Regions from separate parts of the Mus musculus genome. Here all the other regions are linked to region 6. Evidence: chromatin contacts called from public HiChIP or PLAC-seq and promoter capture Hi-C data. All regions are on one chromosome and are shown on one strand. The core of a region is the stretch at or near the end of the contact, and the rest is flanking DNA. Distances in the headings are between cores, read along the strand shown.

The links. HiChIP or PLAC-seq counts read pairs in DNA pulled down with a chosen protein or histone mark. Capture Hi-C pulls out chosen DNA fragments and counts their contacts.
Region 1: a contact with region 6 is called in an H3K4me3 HiChIP or PLAC-seq map of bone marrow-derived macrophages, with 4 times the contacts expected there. The contact joins the enhancer-like site here to the promoter of Rptor in region 6. A contact is called at or near these places in 10 of 39 promoter capture datasets (the 3T3-L1 cell line, 3T3-L1-derived adipocytes, the C10 cell line and 6 more), 6 of 484 Hi-C or Micro-C datasets (the G1E-ER4 cell line, bone marrow-derived macrophages, cerebral cortex and 2 more), 17 of 115 datasets of contacts at active chromatin or transcription factors (the SCID.adh cell line, bone marrow-derived macrophages, embryonic basal ganglia and 12 more) and 5 of 9 other capture datasets (adipose tissue, embryonic stem cells, liver and 2 more).
Region 2: a contact with region 6 is called in a FOXA1 HiChIP or PLAC-seq map of pancreatic cancer cells. The contact joins the promoter of Sgsh here to the promoter of Rptor in region 6.
Region 3: a contact with region 6 is called in a FOXA1 HiChIP or PLAC-seq map of pancreatic cancer cells. The contact joins the enhancer-like site here to the promoter of Rptor in region 6. A contact is called at or near these places in 7 of 39 promoter capture datasets (the 3T3-L1 cell line, the HPC-7 cell line, cranial neural crest and 4 more), 1 of 484 Hi-C or Micro-C datasets (bone marrow-derived macrophages), 14 of 115 datasets of contacts at active chromatin or transcription factors (the SCID.adh cell line, bone marrow-derived macrophages, craniofacial prominence and 9 more) and 5 of 9 other capture datasets (adipose tissue, embryonic stem cells, liver and 2 more).
Region 4: an H3K4me3 HiChIP or PLAC-seq map of microglia shows a contact between it and region 6, with 5 times the contacts expected there. The contact joins the promoter of Rptoros here to the promoter of Rptor in region 6. A contact is called at or near these places in 12 of 39 promoter capture datasets (the 3T3-L1 cell line, 3T3-L1-derived adipocytes, the C10 cell line and 9 more), 3 of 484 Hi-C or Micro-C datasets (CD8 T cells, bone marrow-derived macrophages and nephron progenitors), 19 of 115 datasets of contacts at active chromatin or transcription factors (bone marrow-derived macrophages, craniofacial prominence, embryonic basal ganglia and 11 more) and 3 of 9 other capture datasets (adipose tissue, macrophages and pancreatic islet).
Region 5: a promoter capture Hi-C map of liver shows a contact between it and region 6. The contact joins the promoter of Rnf213 here to the promoter of Rptor in region 6. A contact is called at or near these places in 1 of 39 promoter capture datasets (the C10 cell line), 2 of 484 Hi-C or Micro-C datasets (embryonic stem cells and nephron progenitors) and 1 of 9 other capture datasets (liver).

Annotation. Positions count from the first base shown.
Region 1 is chr11:119,776,623-119,779,930 of GRCm38.p6, reverse strand. The region is part of intron 6 of Rptor (regulatory associated protein of MTOR, complex 1); the gene reads right to left. Among named protein-coding and RNA genes, the nearest start is that of Rptoros, 56 kb to the left of the region's middle. Within about 2 kb of position 1,965, at least 62 of the 459 cell types and tissues checked have an H3K27ac peak or open chromatin away from gene starts, as enhancers often do. A contact at or near this core is called in adipose tissue, bone marrow-derived macrophages, fibro-adipogenic progenitors and 2 more, where this site is marked.
Region 2 is chr11:119,354,155-119,357,609 of GRCm38.p6, reverse strand. It overlaps Sgsh (N-sulfoglucosamine sulfohydrolase (sulfamidase)), which reads left to right and starts at 2,100. Exons shown (of 8, transcript NM_018822.3): 1 at 2,100-2,213. The coding sequence starts at 2,126. Slc26a11 (solute carrier family 26, member 11) reads right to left here and starts at 2,053. Exons shown (of 17, transcript NM_178743.3): 1 at 1,975-2,053; 2 at 577-802. The coding sequence starts at 759.
Region 3 is chr11:119,816,166-119,819,348 of GRCm38.p6, reverse strand. Rptor (regulatory associated protein of MTOR, complex 1) reads right to left here. Exons shown (of 34, transcript NM_028898.3): 11 at 2,170-2,271. Among named protein-coding and RNA genes, the nearest start is that of Rptoros, 17 kb to the left of the region's middle. Within about 2 kb of position 1,463, at least 44 of the 459 cell types and tissues checked have an H3K27ac peak or open chromatin away from gene starts, as enhancers often do. A contact at or near this core is called in bone marrow-derived macrophages and pancreatic cancer cells, where this site is marked.
Region 4 is chr11:119,833,097-119,836,517 of GRCm38.p6, reverse strand. Rptoros (regulatory associated protein of MTOR, complex 1, opposite strand) reads left to right here and starts at 2,153. Exons shown (of 3, transcript NR_045313.1): 1 at 2,153-2,228. All of the region lies in intron 13 of Rptor (regulatory associated protein of MTOR, complex 1), which reads right to left.
Region 5 is chr11:119,388,069-119,391,639 of GRCm38.p6, reverse strand. It overlaps Rnf213 (ring finger protein 213), which reads right to left and starts at 1,541. Exons shown (of 68, transcript NM_001040005.3): 1 at 1,514-1,541. Mir1932 (microRNA 1932) reads right to left here and starts at 1,168; the gene lies at 1,079-1,168.
Region 6 is chr11:119,601,524-119,604,731 of GRCm38.p6, reverse strand. It overlaps Rptor (regulatory associated protein of MTOR, complex 1), which reads right to left and starts at 1,827. Exons shown (of 34, transcript NM_028898.3): 1 at 761-1,827. The coding sequence starts at 922.

The DNA of each region.
Region 1 (3,308 bases), core at 716-3,215, 180 kb before region 6:
TCTAATTTGTGTGTGTTGACAGAAGGCAGGAAGCCATCTTTTTTTCCTCCTGTTAGAGCCATTGGCACACTGCAGAACAGGATCAATGGAAGCACTGAGGGAAAAGTAGCTAGGGGTTTTTAGTGGGAGAAATATAAAATGCTTGAACTGTCTGTGTTTAAAATTAAGAGCAGTAGCCTCTTTCAGAAGCTGCAGCAGGACACCTCTCACAAGTCAGAAGCTGCAGCAGGACGCCTCTCACAAGTCAGAAGCTGCAGCAGGACACCTCTCACAAGTCAGAAGCTGCAGCAGGACACCTCTCACAAGTCAGAAGCTGCAGCAGGACACCTCTCACAAGTCAGAAGCTGCAGCAGGACGCCTCTCACAAGTCAGAAGCTGCAGCAGGACGCCTCTCACAAGTCAGAAGCTGCAGCAGGACACCTCTCACAAGTCAGAAGCTGCAGCAGGACGCCTCTCACAAGTCAGAAGCTGCAGCAGGACACCTCTCACAAGTCAGAAGCTGCAGCAGGACACCTCTCACAAGTCAGAAGCTGCAGCAGGACGCCTCTCACAAGTCAGAAGCTGCAGCAGGACGCCTCTCACAAGTCAGAAGCTGCAGCAGGACACCTCTCACAAGTCAGAAGCTGCAGCAGGACGCCTCTCACAAGTCAGAAGCTGCAGCAGGACGCCTCTCACAAGTCAGAAGCTGCAGCAGGACGCCTCTCACAAGTCAGAAGCTGCAGCAGGACACCTCTCACAAGTCAGAAGCTGCAGCAGGACACCTCTCACAAGTCAGAAGCTGCAGCAGGACACCTCTCACAAGTCAGAAGCTGCAGCAGGACGCCTCTCACAAGTCAGAAGCTGCAGCAGGACACCTCTCACAAGTCAGAAGCTGCAGCAGGACACCTCTCACAAGTCAGAAGCTGCAGCAGGACGCCTCTCACAAGTCAGAAGCTGCAGCAGGACGCCTCTCACAAGTCAGAAGCTGCAGCAGGACACCTCTCACAAGTCAGAAGCTGCAGCAGGACGCCTCTCACAAGTCAGAAGCTGCAGCAGGACGCCTCTCACAAGTCAGAAGCTGCAGCAGGACGCCTCTCACAAGTCAGAAGCTGCAGCAGGACACCTCTCACAAGTCAGAAGCTGCAGCAGGACACCTCTCACAAGTCAGAAGCTGCAGCAGGACACCTCTCACAAGTCAGAAGCTGCAGCAGGACGCCTCTCACAAGTCAGAAGCTGCAGCAGGACGCCTCTCACAAGTCAGAAGCTGCAGCAGGACACCTCCACAAGTCAGCTCCGAACCTAGGATGACTCCATTCACAGTTTCCAAGGCATTCTGCAGAGATTTGCCCACAACTGACACTGTCGATGGTCCACACATCTGCGATACAGGCAACGGTGAGTGGCAGCTCTTAGCCAGCCCACGTTGCCAGTAAAACTAATGGTGCTCTCTCTACCAGTCTCTCTCAGCCTGGGGCTAAGCTAAGGCAGTCTGGAGCTTGTGTGTTCTCCAGTTCAGATGGCTGCCCCTTACAATGGGGTCCCCAGGACACTTTTAAACTGCATGTCCATAGAGACACTGTGTTTAGTACAACATCATGACACAACTGAGAGAGAAGGATAAAAACCGTTATGAGTGGGTAGGCTTGGAGGACAGAGTCAGCGGTGGGATAGGGGGCAGAAAAGTAAAAGACACAGGAACAGGAAGACACCAAGATACTATACAGACAGTATGTAGATGGATAAGGGGCTCCAACTGCCTAGCCATGTTCTCTGTCTCAAGAAAGAAAGCTCAGCTCAGGCAGTAGGGGAAAGTTAGCTATAGAGTAAGTTGCCACAGCCAGTGTTCTGTGGTTCACAGAGCAAAGCAAATGAAGCTGAGGGTCACACTTCCCTGACAGTGGGGACAGCCCCTTTACAGCACTAAGGACCTGGAATGGTTGAATGTGGTCAAATGGGTGACTAGGCTCTGAACTATATCCTTCTGCTGGCCTTCAGAGAGCTCTGCTCGGTACCCTCAAGGCATATCCTTGGAGTCAGCACAGACACACACTGCTCCAAAGGTGTCTTTGCCCAAATCAAGCTCTCCTGCTGGTTAAGCATGACCAACAGGAGACACATTTTGGGTGAATTTAATGTGAGCCACAGTCCTCATTATTTTTTCTTCTCATCCATAATGGATTTATTGACTGGGATGTCTGGAGTCCAGTAATGACAGAATCATTTGTAATGGACTAATTCTCTTGCCAATAGCAATAATAAACTCCAGACAAAAATATTAAAAATGATCACTTGGTAATTCCAAAAAGCAAACAGACGAGAAACTGGAAGGCCTACAACCTGTTGGGCTACACATTCAAACAACATATGGGGCCTGTAGCTGAAGTCTCCCTGGGGTGGAGATCAGAGATCAGCACTGAAGGCTGCCAGGAAATTGCAAGAAATAACCTTAGACTGCAGGGAGCCAAACCTTCCTCTCACGCTGGCTGACTCACCAACTACAGGCAGGATGTGACTCTGAGGATCCCTGTGGCAACGTGAGGCTGAAACTATTAATTGGAGAATGCAGTGTCTCTTGCGCCAAGAAAGCAGAGCAAGGCCCCATAAAGCCCAGGGCTCTCAGTGGGCTCCAGAGGGGTGCTGCCTTAGTCACACAAACCCTATTCCAGGATCAAGAGTGACTCTGGAGCAAGGAACAAAGCCAATGAGGTCAAGTCCCACAACCGAGCTTACCCATCACGCCGCCCACCCATCCCAAGTGAGTGGCCTCTGCAGTGCTTTGCATTGGTTCTTCCAGAATGAATGGCACAGTGTTAGAAGCCAGAGGAAATACCGAAACAGACTCTGGAAGTGAGAGACACTTTACGGTTATAAAAAACGAATTTGCCTACTGACTGTGAGATTAGCATTTTTAGAATAGTGAAAAGGCACAGTTCTCATAGACATGGAATTAAAGGACGGCCATTGGGCAACTCTAATGAGGCTATGGGTCACTAGAAGCATGCTTAAGTCAGCACTGAACCCACAAAGTTCCTTCACCAACAGTATCAGTTCTCCAGAAATAATAGCTGCCTCACCTGGCACACCTTTTTCCTTCTACACTGGGTGAGGGTGTTTCCGGACAATGAAGGCAAAGGACTAGGCAGACACTGAAGAAACGAAACGCCTCAGCGCTAGGCACAATGGCCTAGGAGTCGGAGGCAGGCAGATCTCTGTGAGTTACAGGCCAGCCCATTTTGCATAACAAATTCCAGGACAGCCAGGGCTATGCAGAAACACTGCCTTAAAACAAACAAACAAACAAACAAATAACAAAAAACAAAGACTCAAAT
Region 2 (3,455 bases), core at 851-3,350, 250 kb after region 6:
CCCGGGTCCTCTGCAAGAGCAGCAAATATTCAAATGTTCTTAACTGCAGGGCCATGTCTCTATCCTAAGCAACTTTTTTTTTTTTTTTGAGACAGGGTTTCTCTGTGTAGCCTTGGCTGTCCTGGAACTCACACTGTAGACCAGGCTGGCCTTGAACTCAGAAATCCGCCTGCCTCTGCCACCCAAGTGCTGGGACCTAAGCAATCTTTTAAGACCTGTTGTCTTGTGATTGAGTCTCGCTATGGAGCCCTGTGATAAGCTGGTCTTGAACTCTCAATGTTCCTGCCTCAGCTTCCCAAGTGCTGGAATCTCTAGGCACAAGCCACCAGTGCCTGGTTGTTCGTAAGGCCACCATGAAGCATGATGTGGTCCCCAGTTGGAAAATCTAGGACCGCTTGGCACCAAAAATAAGTCACATGAAAAGAGATTAGACGCCAAGGGGCCGTCTGGGTCGGACACATGGAAGTGTTGGATTCCATGGTCGGTGTTTCAAACTGTGGACAGACACTGAGGAGTAGGAAGGGATCTATCTGGCTGTGGAGAGGGGACAGCTAGCAGAGGGGTCAGTCACTTCACCTGGGGTGGGAGTCCAGCCACTTCTGCATAGGCCAGGGCCTGGGGAATGACGGTGAGTCCCACGGAAAGTCCAGCGATGAAGTCCAGCCTCAGCCACTGCAGAGAGTAGTCAGGCACCCAGGCCAGGACGGGTAGCCTCCTCCTCAGGGCCGTAGCAGAGCAGCAGCATGTGTCTGGTGCCATGTGCAGGCTGGGGGATCTGGTCTGACCCAGACCTTTCACAGAGCTGGGCATGGGTGACATGGAGCAGTGATCAGGGGCTGAGCTTGGGAGAAGGTGGCGTTATCTTCCCAAGGGCGTCAGGAGCATAGCCTGCCTTTTGTGGCAGGGAGGCTGAGCCAGGTGGCTAAGTTTACCAAACCACCATGATCTGGGAAAGGAAGCCAGCAAAATGTGCACATGGGCCTGCACCAAGGATTCAGGGAGGCCTCAGCCTCTCTTTCCCATCTCTGGGCCATAGCCCCTGATCCCAAGCTCTGGTGTCTCTCCACTGTCAACCCCTACCAACCCCCCCTCCCCGCCCCCCGCAAACTAGCTCTTGAGGGGATGCCTAAAGACGACATTTTCACCCCGAAGAACCTGCTCCTTTCTTTTACCCCCTCCCCGGGGAACCTGACTATCCCAGCCCAGAAGAAGCAGGTCCTGCAGGCTCAGGCTTCCTCTGGCCGGCAGAGTGTGTAGGTAGGCAGCCAGGAGGCCCTGAGGAGCCAAGATTTACACCTCACCAAGTGTACACCTCACCACCGCAGAGGGCCACCAAGGTGTTAGGTAGGACTCCACCCACCACTAAGGGCTGCAGTTGGGGGAAAGGGGGTGGGAGTATGTGACATCCCTGAAGTCAAGATTTACCCAGCACCCACTTGTGGCATTCATAGCCCAAGGGTGGGAGGGCTGAAGATTCTACTTTGTTTTCCAAAGACTAACTGAAGCTCTCAAATTAATTCTAGGTACGTAGCATCCGCTAAGATCCTGGCGAACAGACACACACACACACACACACACACACACACACACACACACACACACACACACACACACGTGTCCCAGCCCATAGCTGACTCCTCATTACTGGTCCACACGCCCCAGCCCTGGAAATGACACTCTGGACAAAATCCACTCCTCCCCACCCCCACGCCGCCGCTAGCGCGGGATCCCGGGATCGCGGGGTGGGGTATGGGGGGGGGGGGTTGGGAAACGGAGGCTGAGGTCCCAGTGGGGAACACAAACAAGTCTGAGAACCTGGAGTAAGGCGGCCCGGACTCTAATGGTTTGCGGTAGGGAGGGTTCCCGGAGTAGGGCTCACCCGAGGACTCAGCGCTGGCCCCACAGCTCCTGGTGACCCCAGCCCACACCGCCACACACTCCCTCTCTCCATCACAAGGACCCAGATTCACCCACCGGACGCTGAGACTCAGGGTCTTCCGAAGTGGCGGTAGCTGAGTCCGCAGGAATCTCAGAAACAGAGTGGGCAGGACATGGGCGGGGCCTGCCGTGCACGTGACCGTGGGGAGCGGACGAGCCGGAACCGCTTACCCTGACCGGCGCCGCCATGCACTGCCCGGGACTGGCCTGCTGCACAATTCTGTTGGTCCTGGGACTCTGCGGCGCGCACTCGCGCAACGTGCTACTGATAGTTGGTGAGTGCCGCCGTCCCTGGCACGGCCACCTGCTGCTGCTCCCAGAAGCGGCCACTGGGCTCTTCCCCGCCACTGGCCCATGCTGACCCCGGCGCGCCAATTCCTTGCCGAGCCTCCTGTTGCAGGTCTCTTCCTGGTGACTCTAAATGCGTCTGGCCCTCCCGCTTCTGCCATCCCCAAGCTGGCCAGCATTCCCACATCTGTAGTCAAAGCTGCCAAGGAGACCCGGTGGACCCCGGCTACTCATGCAGACCTCTGATAAGGTTCCAGAAATGAGAATAGCCTGAGTCCCCGAGTTTTTGCAGGATGCCCTGGTCAGTTCTCTTAGCTCCTGGCCCAAAAGTACAGTACTCCAATGCCCACGCAAACCACCAAGTTCCTCCTGCATTCATGAGACTTCCTGTTTGGGTGATCAGTGCCTGGCTTGTGACAGCCCAGGCCTTCTGAGGTCTGGCTCTGGGCCAGGCCCACTCTTCTGATAAACTTTGTGGTATCTGGGCAAGCCAGTTGGTTAATTGTAACATAAACAGTGCTGTCTTTGCAGCACTACCCCCAATCTCTCCAAGGATAGTCTCGAAGATCGGCCTAGGGTGTATATCCACCGGATAGGATTGGCGCTGGAATCCTCTGGAGCCAGTTCGTGTGGCTCTGGAACTTCGGTCCTGTCTCAGCTTGGACAGCCATCACAACAAAACCTGGCAGTCTCAGGGCTAGAGAGGTGGCTCAGTGGTTAGGAGAAGTGGCTGCTCTTCCAGAGGACACAGGTTCAATACTCAGAACCCACATGGCGGCTCACAGGGATCTGTAACTGTTGTATATGTACATGCAGGGAAAATACGGACAAAGCAGAAAATAGAGTCACACTCACGCATGCACACATGCACGCCACACTACAGGCCAGGTTTTTAACAAACCAATGTAAGTCTAACAATTTCATTATATGGAGAGACTGGGTTCAGAGAGCCGGCTCCTCCCTCTGTTTCTGGGGAGGCCTTCCTGGATTGTTGATGACACCTGTCTCATTTCCAAACCTGACAGAGAAATGCCACAGTCCTGTTCGATTGGACCCCACCCTCACTTAACTGTTGAAGACTGGATTCAGATAATGACAGCAGGAATTTTAGGACTGAATGATCAGGGTCAGAGGCAAGAGCTGAGACCTCTGTGTGCAAGCAGCATGGCTTCCTGGCATGCAACAGAAGGCACACGTAACACAACCACTCCTGCCTGTCCTCCCATCTG
Region 3 (3,183 bases), core at 214-2,713, 210 kb before region 6:
CGCCTCTGTTACTGGATGCAAGGAGTTCACTATGGGAATTTCCTGAAAGGAATCACTGCAGTCTGTATTAAGATCTTCTCTCCTTCTCTAACAGAGCTGGCCCAGGCTCTGGAAACAATAAAGGCTTTCAGGTCAAAGCCAGGGAAGTAGCAAATTGAGTGAGGCCAGGTGGGCCTCCCAGAGCCCTGCATTCCCTAGCTCCTATCCCGTTCTTTGTCTACCCCAAGTCTGTTCTTCAGGGCTCGCCCCTTGAGTCATAGGGGACCTGGCCCGGGAGACAGAGCCTTTTGTGTGGTACAGGACCTGCTGCTTACTTCTGTCTGAAAGAGCACATGGAAGATGGTGTGTGTGCTCTCATGGCTACTGCTCCATGTTTGGTATCAGGCTGGCTCTAGAGGTCTTCCCCTACCCTGAGAGTGTGGGTTGTAAATGGAACATGAAAAATAAAGTCGATAAAAGCCATTTACAAAAGGACTATTGCCAGACCCCAAAGAACTGGATGAACATGCCTGGCCCTGGAGCCCTGCTGTGGGGAGGACCAGCGCTACTCTGCTGTGCTGCTTCAATAATAGGCAGGGTGGAGAGAGAGTGGTGTGGTGACCCAGGTGACCCAGGGTTGCTGCCATTTACTGGAATCACGCAGGCATTGCGCCTCCCCAGGCCTTGTCCTGCTGTCATTACTTTTGCTTTGTTGTGGAAACATTTGGTTAGTTTCTAGCTCTTCTTGCAGTTCCAGAACTTTCTTAAAACTATGCTAGACACATGTAAGAGGAGCAGTGATAATTATTTTTATAATTTCAGAAAAGACGTAACAATATAGCATTACCTCTCTTTGACCTAAGGCCATTCTACAAAGTTCCCACTTCAAGAGGAACAGGCTATTGGTAACTCTTTATGTTACATGCATTCTTCTTTCTTGCCTTTTTAAAAAAATATTATTTATTTTTTGCTGGCTGAGATTACCGGGGCTTTAGACAGGGAGAAACCCAAGGTCTGGGATAGGTGAATCACCTCCTGAGATTGGGAGGCTGGCTGTGCTGTGGGAGAGGCTCTGGTGGGGGATGGGGTAGGGTGGGGAGGGCACTGTGCTCTGCGGAGACACTGTTGAGCTACAGTTGCTCTGAGCATTTGGCACAGTGAAGATGGAGGGTTGTCCACACAATGTGGTTAGCAGCCCTAATGAGCAAACACAAGGCCTTCTTTGAAAGAAGCGAGGCAATGTCCTTAGGCAGGTGGAAATCAGACCATGGGTCTGGCTGATTATAACGAGTGCTTTGGAGAGTGATGGCCCCATCCCTGGCCCTTGGCAAGCTCTGCCCCTCCCACTGAGAGGGGAGCCTGCCCTCTGCTCCTCCAGAGATACAGGCTTCCTAACCTTCCAAGTGGTACACCCTCATGATTTCCACAGCTTCTGCCTGAGCTCAACTGCCCTGGAAACTTGATAAATAGTATTTTCTGGCTTTTACAGTAAGTTGCCAATCCTAGGTATCTGATCTAGTCAATGGTTCCCGAGTAAAAGGTCTTTTCTTAGTCACAGCCTAGCTTATCAGTTTCTCCCACAAACACACATTTAATGAGACACAATCTTTGTGACTTATCTACCCAACTGTGATGACAAATCCACTATTCATATCCCTGCCCCATGTCATTTCAGTCAGCAGGCAGTAAATGGGTCCCCCAGAACCAGACCAGTTTGCACATGAATTGCTGACACATAGAGAAGGTCCTGTTTTTCTGAGGACCACAGCAAGGACCTGGTCTGTCTGTGCTGCTCTGGTATTGGTCAGGAAATGATGTCATAGCCCCGTTAGGATCTGCTTGGTGGCCTCACCCTTTCCTCACAGGACAAACTTTTATCTCGTGTCCTTCCAAACAGAAGGAGGTGGTGATGCCAAGATTCTGCACCATAGCAAGGTTCGTTGGCAGTGACACTTCATTAGTTCCTAACATGTAAGCAGGAGGAGGGAGTGGTGATCTATCCCAATCTATATTTAATTGGGAGAGGAAAAAGGGAATTCAGTGGCTTTGCCAAGAGGAGGCCGCTGGGAGTAAGCAAGCATCTGACTTCAGATCAGATGTAACACATCGATGTACCGTTGGCCTGAAGCACAGCCCGGCTCGCCTCCTGAGGAACAGGTGTCTCAGTTAGGTCTGTGGGAAGCGACTGACCTGCAGGACGATGGGCAGCTGCTCTGGGGGGCTCCTGTTTTCCACACCCATTGTGAGCCACACCTGGAATGCTGTCAGCTGCTCGGCAAAGAATGGGCTGTGCTGTGGGAAAAGCCAAAGAGTCGGTTAGGGAGGCAGGTTTCTTTCCACCGCCCTCCCTCACCCCTCAGTCCTGACAAGGCAGTGACCACAATGGACAGAGCTGGAGGGCGCAGGGCTTACGGGCTCTGTCAACAGCCTGACAGGAGACAGAGGAAATCTGAATGTGTGGCCTGTCAACCATCAGGGAGGGTGTGATAAGAGGTAGCTATGAGGGTCACTGCATCCCTGAGCCCCAGTCCTCTGCAGGAGAGCACATACGACTTGTAGGAACACGAGGCCATGTCTCCAGAACCACCATTTCTTCACTATCACTGTGAGTATTATTTTGAGAGAGAGAGAGTTTCCCTGTCTACCCACACCAGTCTGCGGTTCCTCATCTTCCTTCCTCAGCTTCCTGAGAGCTGAGATTGCAGGTGTGCACCATATTTAGCCTGTTTTTTTGTTGTTGTTGTTGGTTTTTTTTTTTGTTTGTTTGTTTGTTTGTGGTTGAGCTCTAGAGAAGGGACCCAGGACTGACTCTAACTATTAGAGGCCAAGGAGACAGGTGGAACCTTCCAAGAAAATGGTGAAGGGAATCGTTGTGAAGATAGAGCAAGATCATATGGATGTGGGGCTTTGGAAGCCAGGTCAGTGATGTACTCAGCAGTACTGGACATGAGATGAATCAAGCAAGATGAAGATTAGGACCCAGCTGTGGGTTACTTCAGAGATGGAGAGGCCATCTTAAATACTGTCTTGGATACAGCAAAGCACAGCAAGCTCGAACACACAACAGAAACCAGGAGACAGGACAGAAGAGAGAAGGTGGAGGATCCAGGCCAGACACCCTATGGAAGGAGGCAGCTCGAAAGAGGGAGACAGGGGTGGGCATGGAGTGAAAGGCTAGCATCATGAAAGACGAGGGAGAGAGCT
Region 4 (3,421 bases), core at 904-3,403, 230 kb before region 6:
GTGTCTCTCAGGAATGGTTTAAGGTATTGTTTGTGGCGGCTTTCCCCATCTCACAGTAGATTATCCCTGGATTTATGACCTTACCGCACACAGGCTGCTCTTCCTGTCTAATCTTCTAGCTGCTGTCACTTCAGCTTCTGTATTAAGGCTTCTATCTCACTAAGTTCTTTTATTGGTATTAATAGAGCCTTTGGGTTTTTTAGACATAAACTTACCCTACCCACACACACAGAATTGGGGCTGGAAGTCACTTGTTTCCTAGAACTCAGTTCAACTCCTTGAATGACTTCTGTTATGTAGGCCTTACCCTGTCTCTGAGTGCCCCACAGAGCTGTGTCGGTGGCACTGAGATCACAATCCCATTTCTTCTAAGACAGAATCTTGCTATGCAGCCCTGGTTGGTCTGGAACTCACTAAGTACAGCAGGCTGGCCTCAAACTCAGAATTTGCCTTCTATCTTGAGTGCTGGGATTAAAGATAGGCCTAGGTTGTTGTTATTGTGTGCCACATATGATGTATGTATGAGCTCACATGCATGGCATGCCTGTGGAGGTCAGAGGTCAACTCAGTAGAGTTGGTTCTCTCACTGCACATTTACGTGGGTCTCAGGGATTAAACTCAAGCTGCAGGCTTGTCCAAGAAGCACCTTTGCCCACTGAGCCATCTCACCAGCCTTCAAAATTATTCCCAGCTGGTGTTCAGAGGTGACGACTGCATCCTTTTGAGAAGGACATTCAAAATGTCCTTCTCTTCCTTCACCGGTTTGACAGTCCAGCTTGCTGTCCCCAGTCCACATGCCACCTCTGGACCCCAGTGGCTTTGTTTGCTGCTACTCAGCCTCTTCCATGGAGAGGAGCACCCGAGTCTCCCAGGCTCTGCCTTACAGTCAGGCCGGTCAGAAAAGCTCTTCTTTCTGTATAGACTGACAGACGGGGATTGGCCATTTGTATTTCTTTCCCTCTTGGCTACACTCACAGGACAAACCCTCCATGTCACAAGTGGTTATGATCTCTGAGGTAGCATACATGACCACATAGTGACAGTGATGTATGCTGCTCATGATGTGTATCTGCACTGGGGAGAAATGTCGCCATGTAGATACACTTGTAGCCACTGCTGAAAACACCTTCACATGGTATTCTATCTTACCAGACAGTGAGACAGTACCCAGAACCCATTTACACAGTACATAGCTTTGCTGACTGGCTTACACAAAACAAAGGTTTCTGCAAACACATATCCCTAACATGTCCCTTCCCTTCACTGGTTTTCTGCAGACTATAACCTATACTTGAGTCATAAGAGACCCTCAAAGCATCAAATTATATGAATGAGGTGGCAGGGAGAGAGGAAGAGAAAACATTTATAAGTTTTTCCTGTGAGCATGTTCCTGACTCCTGCTCATCAGATGTGGCTCTCAGTGACCGGGAGGAAGACTCTGCCCAGTCAGAGCTAGGAGACCCCCCCCCCCCCATCTGAAAGACTGTTTCTAGGAACATGGCTTCCTCACAGAGAAGGGAGACTAGAAAAACTTAGAAGTATAAAACTAAATTCATCCCAAACACAGAGACTTAGAACAGCCTGATAGTTTGAATGGAAAATGTCCTTCAGAGGTTCATGCATTTGAACACGTGGTCCCTGGCTCATGGTGCTCTTAGGGGAGGTCATAAAGCTTCAGAAAGTAGAGCCTTGAAGCGGGAGAAGTATGTTGTTGGGGTGGGTTTTGATATTATAGCCTTGCCCATTTCTGGTTTGCTGTCAGTGATCTGTGTTTATGGCAGCTGTGATCTGAGCCTCTGCTCTGCCTCCTTTGCCTCCTCTGCCTCCCACTCCTCTGTTGTCTTACTCTGGAACTGTGAGCCAAAATAAACTTTGTCACTGCTGGTCCCAGTATGTAACCACGGCAACAGAAGAGTAACGAATACAACGTCTAAGTACATAATGAAAACAAAGCAACGGATACAAAGTCTAAGTACACAAAGAAAACAAACAACCCCCATACCCACATCTGGGTCCGGAACAGAACAGGTGAAGGAACAAAGCAGTGTTTGCAGTAATCGCTGGGGCTGGGAGTCATGACTTTGAAGGAAGAAGCACGCTAACACAAACGGCAAAGCACGTGTGAGAAGGGGGCTCATCTGTCTTCCACCCCAAGCCTCTCACTACCGCAACCCAAGTGCAGGTGTGCAGAGCCAAGGGGCCTCCTCATGCTGCCATGGACATCAGAGGTACAGAGGGTTGAGGGAGAAAGGGGGAGGGTTGATTTGGAGGAGCTGAAGCCCCTCCCAGGGAGAGTGGACAGAGAAACCCTGTGGTGCACCAGAATGGTGCAGCTGGTTAAGGTAAGGCACCAACCGGCACAGGAACACAGGTCTCACTGTGTCCACTGAGGTGCCTCAGACACAGGAAACTGGGGCGGGCTCCACTGTCACCTCAGATTTCTGTAAACCTAGAGCTATCCCCCAAAGCAAAGCTTAGCAGGCAGGAAGCACGGGTATCTAGATAGAGGCAGTCTGCATTCCTCCTAGAGCAGCCCCACGGTGGGCCAGCAGAACAGGGAGGATGCTCAACAATGCCTGACCCATAGAGAAGAGGCCGACATTGAACTCTCTTCCAACTGAGCTTTGTGTACGTGAAGAGGCAAAATGCGGAGCAAGAGAGGTTAGGCTGAGTACCTGATCAAATTTATTCAGAGAAGAATCTGTTTGCGGAGGAACCAGACACTGGGAAGCTGCAAAGGATACACAGGTTGTAGGGGCCGAAGAAAAAAATCCCACCTCCTTCCCTGTTGTCTTTGTCCATGGAAGCTCTTCCTGTGGTATGCCTGTTTGTATGCCTGACTTTGGATTATCCCATCAATACCAATTCAGAGTGTTTTCCCACATTCCTTGACATTGTGCCCTTGATGTTCCCCAGTGGTGCTATAAATAAAACTTTATTAACTGTAATTTGGAAGGTCTGCCTGAATTGCACATTAATTCTGTCTATGAAAAAAACCCTCAATTAGCTGGAACCCAGCTTACACCAGTCCTTAATTAACTGCCTCCCTCCCTTATTCTTGTTAATTAGCAGAGAGACAGATGATAACAACAACTTGGGAAACTTATTAAAACCAAGCAAGCATGTCCTTTCTCACACTTGGATCTTAGCTTCAAGTTTCTGGGGTTGTGTGTTTAATTTGGAGTGTCAGGAAACTAGAAAGAACCCACAAGATGGGGGAGTGAACAAGCCCTTAGTGGGGCAAAGGGATAAAGACCACATATTATATAATAGCACAGAATACTAACCTACTCTTACCTTGATCTAACATTGGCTTCTGGCCTCTGTATACATGTGCACCCTGCCCCGAAATATTGTTAACAAAAAGGACATTTTCTTCCATAACCACAAATCCATTCTCTGGGAATTCTCAGGGACAGTA
Region 5 (3,571 bases), core at 292-2,791, 210 kb after region 6:
CAAACTAAGAATGGTTAAGAATGGGAGTTGGGACTGGAGGCTTTCTAGCAAACAGGAGCTACAGGAAAGGGCAGAGGCTGAGAACTGGGGTCACAGGCTTCATGAAGGTTGGGAGCTAGACAAGGTGGTGGCATTGAACAAGTGCTTTCTCAGGTAAAAGTGTGGTCTGCCTCAGCCCTCTGTCCTCTCTTGAGAGATGTAAATTTCTTTTAAGAAAGCTCTGCTTTTCGTGGGTAGTGGTGGTGCATGCCTTTAATCTGGGGAGGCCGAGCAGGACAGATCTGTGAGTTCGAGGCCAGCCTGGTCTACAGAGTGAGTTCCACGTCAGGCAGGGGCTATAAAGAAACCGGGTCTTGAAGGCCAAAAAAACAAACAAACAAACAACAATAACAAAAACAAAATGGGGGGGCGGAGGAGGAGAAAGAAAGTTCTGCTTCTCAAACCATGAGTCTCACAGAACAAACTGAAACACACCACGGGGTGGCAGGTTATCTCCTACTACAATTTTCGGTTGGTGTGCCCAAAGCCAACACCACCTAAGTCAGTTCTCTAGTGCTGCTCAGGAAACTGAGAAGCCTGGACTAGAGGCAGCCTTGCACAAGTAAGCGGCCAGCGGCACCGCCTCTCCTTTCCACCAGCTAGAGGACCCTTCCCGTGCCTCCCCCCCTGGAAACTGCGAAGCCCGGACTAGAGGCAGCCTTGCACAAGTGAGCGGCCAGCGGCACCGCCTCTCCTTTCCACCAGCTAGAGGACCCTTCCCGTGCCTCCCCTCCACCCCCCGCCCGGGCTAGACTAAGAAAAAAGCAGATGGGTTTGGGCTAGCCCATTGCGAGCGAGCGCACCTCTCGCTGCAGCTTCGGGGACAGGGGAGGCTCCCGGCTTTGACCTAGGTAAGATCAGCGCCCTGGGCACAGACGCCTGGCACGAAAAAGTTCTGGCTTCAGTTGGTGAGGGCAGACATCTGGCTCGCAAAAGTTCTGCTGCAGTTGGTGAGAGCAGATTCCGGGGCGGAGCCTGGGACCGCTTTACGCGAGGACACGGGGTTGTGTAGGTTGGGGGTCCCCGACCTTCCTGGGTGTTGCTGGGGAGCAGGGCCGACCTAGCGCTGTCCGCAACCCGAGAGTTAATGGGGTCGGAGACTCAGGGCCAGGCTGGACCGGCTGCCTGCAGTGAAACCGAAACTTGGAACATGAAGGAAGTGGCCGCTGGGCGCCGGCGCATCAGGACGCAGGCACCATTCAGGGACTGTGACCACAGGGGCCATGAGCCGCCGGCCCACTCTTCCCTAGCAGGACCGGCACCCAATGAAACAGCATCCAGAGCTCCGCATGTCGCCCCGTGGACCCTTGGCCCGAAACACCCGCGCCCTGCCCAACGGGACCTTGCACCCCGGTCCCTGCGCGTCCCTGAGACCCACATCCCGCACCCTAGGCCTCGCGTCACTGCCCCTGGACTTGCATCCCGCTCCTAGCCCAGCACCAGATCCTGGAACCCCGAAGCCCCTCGCTCGCACCTGCAGTGCCCATGCGCCCGCGCGGACTGGCGCGCTTCGATGAGGGGTCACGGGGCCGGCGCCGCCCCTCCGCCTCCTTGGCGCACAGCCTTGCTGGAATTCCCCGCCTGGTGGCGCCGGCCTAGCTCGCTTGTCCAGAGCGACTACAGCCGCTGCGTGCCCACGGCCTTCGAAATCTCACTGGCTCTTGCACCAGGGTTGCACATTCTCCCCCAACCAGGACGGACCGCCCTGAATGGGTGACCATTGATAGGTTCAAACCTCTAGCCCCAGACATCCAGCACCTTGGACAGTATCCAGGATTTAGCCAAGCTGAAGCCACCCACAGAAGGACCTGGAGGACAGCAAGAGTGTTCACCTACAGGTTGCGTGCATGCAAAGTAGAGTGATGGCAAAGAAGTGATGGCAACCCATCACATCGAAGTCCACCAAAAGCCGCTAGCAGTAGTCATTGCTAGTGGACGGCCACACTGTGTGCTTGCACTTTCTCATCTGTGAGTCTCAGTCATGTCCTTTGCCCCCAAAGCTTTTTAACTAAGTATTAGCAAGTGTGGGGAGACCAAGCACTCAAATATCTTGAGCCTATGGGAGCCATTCTTGTTTAAAGTACCACAGTATCTGAGGATGGCCCTGGACTTCTGATCCTCCTACCTGTGTCTTTTTGTTTGGTTGGTTGGTTGGTTTGGGTTTGATTTGGTTTGGTTTTTTGAGACAGGGTTTCTCTGGCTGTCCTGGAACTCACTTTGTAGACCAGGCTGGCCTCGAACTCAGAAATCTGCCTACCTCTGCCTCCCGAGTGCTGGGATTAAGGGTGTGCGCCACCACGCCCGACTTCCTGCCTGTGTTTTAAGGGCTGGGGCTACATGTGCATACCACCATGGCTGGTCTTATGTTGGAATGGAACCCAGGGCTTCTGGATGCTCAGCAAGCACTGTACCAACTGATCTCGGTTCCCAAACCTCCATGCAGCTCTCTCAAAGTCTTCCTCCTATGCACCTCGGGGCCAGACCCTCATCTTCCCAGATTTTTAAAGTTTTTTTTTTAATTGCACTTATTTATGTTGTTGTATTAGAGCCACAGCATGCAAGTGGAGCTCCAAAGACAGTCTTCTGGAACCGCCTGTGGCTTAGTTTGTTCCTTATGGTCATTCTTTACACTTAATGGGTTCCCTCCCTCCTCTGGGGGTGGTGGGGTTGAGTGAGAATGGCTTCCATGGGCTGATATGTCCAAATACTTGGTCCCCTGTTGATTGAACTGTTTGGGAAGAAGTAGGAGGTGTGGCCTTTTCCACAGGAGGTTTGTCACTGGGGGCAGCTTTGAGGTTTTAAAAGCCCATTCCACGCCCAGTATACTCTCTGCTTTCAGATCCAGATGTGAGCTCTCAGCCACAGGCTCTGTGCCCTGCCTCTATCATAATAAACTTAAGCCCTCTGAACCTATATGCCCAATCAAACCATCTCTTTAATAAGTTGCCTTAGTCATGGTGTTCCATCATAGCAACAGAAAAGTAGCTAAGAGATTCTCAGCCACTCATCAGCACCTGGAGAAAGGAGTCATGGAGGGCATGCCATGAACTATCCTCCTGAGGCTGGGAGACGAACCTGTTAGCTTGCTGGAAAAGCCACCCATGGGTGTCTTATGTAATACAGAGCAGAGCTCCTTCAGAAACACCCTGTTACCATCTGTGTGTGTGGTGGTGTGGTGGGGGGGGGGGGGGCTCAGTAAGGTGCTGTTGCAGGGTGTGGCTGTCCAGAGGAGCATCTGCTCTGCCTGAATGAACTCTCAGATGGGCACTCTGTTAGGGATTTCAGAGGTCACATCCTATTCCCAAACCATAGGTTTATGATGCAAATCCTTGAGAACTAGAGGTCTGCACTCTGTGTGTTCACAGTTGAAAGCTGTTGATCTTGTTCAAGGCAGAGGCTTACTGAGCCCTGGTCCAGCAGTCCAGCTAGCGTGCCCGCTCTGGGCGTCAGCACTCTGCTCTTCACCCTCGGCTTTGGCTCTCTAGCAACCATGGCATCTCCTTCTCTCAACCTCTGCTCCTACCATGCCCTT
Region 6 (3,208 bases), core at 578-3,077:
ACACAGACAAGAGACAGTAAACACACATACACACAATATGGGTGTGCACAGACAAGACACAGTACTCCCCTTTTGTTAGACCAGGAACTAACAGCACTACAGCTGGCTGTTTTCTTTGCTACCAACATCTCATGACACTCCACGATCAGAAGAACGGCCAAAAAACTGAACCCAGGTTCCAATCCATCATACCCCATGCTCCCTAATTTCCACTGAGGAAATTTTATCTCCAGGTTACAGTGACCACAAGTCACATACACAGGGAGTCAGCCTCACAGACAAGATGTTCAAAGGACTGGGATGAAACCTGCTGCAACCTTAAAATAACTTTGCCTGAATTTGTTATTGGCTAAACATTTCAAGTCATCTTGTTTTCCAACACACTTTATCAGACATCTGAACTTCAGGCAACCTGGTTATTTGAAAAAAAGCAGACTACAAAAATAGACTAAGCACGTTAACTATTATTTCCCAAGTTGTCTTTTCTCTAAGTGCTACTAAGTGTAGTAAAGGGCATATAAGTATCTGTGAAACTATAGTTCCTAATTTGGTGTTTTTCCCCCCTCTGAATTAAAACTCGTTTTTAACGCTACTCGGTGAGAAGAGACTAGCCAAAACCCGAGTCTGGAATAGCTTTTTGGATTTTAGTGCAACATGTGTCTTCGAAATACCCGCATCCTTCTAAAAAGGCTGTCCTTGCTCAGAACTTTCTTAGTTGGAAAACTACGAACTCAAAAAGGTGCCATGAGAAGCCACTCACCCGATCCTTCATTCTCCAGCTCTGCGCTAAAGATTTGGAGCCTTCGATTTTCTCACAATGTCTTTTCTTCATAAAAGCCAAAGGCAAGTTCCAATCTGTAAGGTCCGCCTCATCTTCCTCCCCGAGTCCCATAAGAGGCGACTGCAGCATCTCCGACTCCATCAGGGGAGGAGGGGGAGGGGGAGTCCTTGGCAGCAGGCGCTCGAGAACCTCCAGCCTTAAAAACTAGTGTGGACCAGAACTGGTAAAATAAAATACGGGAAAACGGGAAGCTGGGAATAGAGACGGCGGCAGAGCGTTCGAAGATCCTTATTGAGGCTAAACCTCGGAGATCTTTATCTCGAACTCTGAGCGCGAAGTTGGAGGGGGCGGGGTGGGTGGCGAGCCCGTGGGTACCCAAGCCCGCAGGACCCGGACGAGCGGCGACACGCGCGCCCGGTCGCCGGCCCCCGCAGCTCTGCAGGCCGTCAGGAGGGCGGCAAGCGGGACTGGCGGAGGCGGGAGAGACTTCAGGCCCGGCGATGACCCGGCTCTCGGCCTCCAACGCCTCAGTGGCTCCCGGCGGGCAGGCCGGCCCGCTCGCAGGGCGGCTTCTCCGACTGTGCTGGCCCGGCTGAGGCCTCAAGGGATCGGGATCGGGGGGCTTCGGGGCTCGCCCAGCGGCTCTCAGCCCTGCGGGTCCCGCACTCGCCTGAGGGGCTGCAACCTGAGCCAGGACCGGCCCATCGTGCCCGTCCGCAGCCGGGCTCCTCAGCCACCGGGCCGCGCGGCCAGGCCCGTGCTGGCCTTCTGCTTCGTGGCTCTCTCCTACCCAGGAACGAGTCCCGATACACACGCGACACGGGCCCGCGGACAGCACAGGGACACTGGGCTTATTAGGTCAGGGGAGTTTTGCCCTCTGCTCTGGAGCCACAGTGAAAACTCCTCTCATCAGCACATCAAGGAGGACGCCATATTGCCAAGGCCCAGCATGCACCGCTATCTACGGCGCGTCCAATAAGCCAAACCTCTTCGAGCGTTCTCACCGCTCTACCCCTGCTAGGGCGTAGAGCTCGGTGTTCCGTCCTCCCTTCCCCCACGCCGTTACCGAGGTTACCACGTCTTTTCTCCTTAGTTGATCTCCACTAGTAAAATAGACCATTTGCGATTGAAACTATGTCCGTTCAGTTATTTTTAAAAGCTTTTTGCTACTACAAACAAAGCTTCGTGCCTTGATATTAAAGAAAGAAACCACTTGGTTTCGTCATGATTTTAAAAGGTGGTATTTTTAAAAAGCCTCAGAAAAGACCATTGATATTAGACACATAAGACTATCGGGACTTTCTTTTGATATTTCCACTTTTAAAAGAGACCGATTTCATCGATTACGAATTTTTTGTCTGATATACTTTATTTCCTGAACAGTATATTCTTATTTTGCTACAGTTTCATGTGCAAACGTCTAAAGCTGCCCACAGAAGCAAGCCTCCCTGCTGTTGACTTCTCTGGTTCAGTTCAGTAAATCTCAGATATTGACACACTCTGAGAACTGCTTTGGTGCAATGGAAATATAAAGTAAATGTAACGAGGTGCCAGCCTTTCGTAACCAGGGTGCGAGTGAGACACTTTTTGGTTTTTTTTGGTTTTTGGTTTTTTGTTTTTTTGTTTTTTGGTTTTTTTTTGTTTTTTTTTTTTTTTTTTTTTTTTTTGGTTTTTCAAGTCAGGGTTTCTCTGTATAGCCCTGACTGTCCTGGAACTCACTTTGTAGACCAGGCTGGCCACCACCGCCCCGGTTAGTGAAACACTCTTAACCTTTAGCTAGAGTTCAGTCAACAACTGAGCCCACCTTCAGCTTTGGTGTTAGGGGAGCCTCTGTTAGTCAATGTTACTAATTTCAAGCTGCATTTTCTCAGTCTTAGGTTCCTGAACCATAAAGTTTGGATAATATTAAAGAATATTACTAAAAGGATAAAAATTTAGCTTGTAAAGATGCCCAGGCCAGCCTAAGCTACAAAATAAGACCCTTTCTTTAAAAAAAAAAAAAAATCCACTTTAAGAGAAGGGTTGAAAGCTGGGCCTGGTATTTAATCCCAGCACTCTGGAGGCAGAGGCAGGAGGATCTCTGTTAGTTGGAGGTCAGCCTGGTCTACAGAGCTAGTAGTTCCAGAACAACCAGAGCTACAGAGAGAAATCCTGCCTTGAAAAACAAACAAACAAGATGTGAAGGCATTGCAAGCCACCACTGAGAGTGAGCTCTGACTGATCCTGGTATGTTTATAAAAAGATAAAGACAGAAAAAATATGTTCTATGGGGGGAGGGGGAGGAATGGGGAAAGGGGGTTCCTCCGTAGACCCATGCTGAGGCATTCCTTCCCCCTGAGAGACCAGCCACATGTATAGAGTAGAGTTTATTCAGGGCATGGGGAGGGGAGTTAAGAGGGTAGTAGAGGCAGAGAAAGGGAGAGAGAA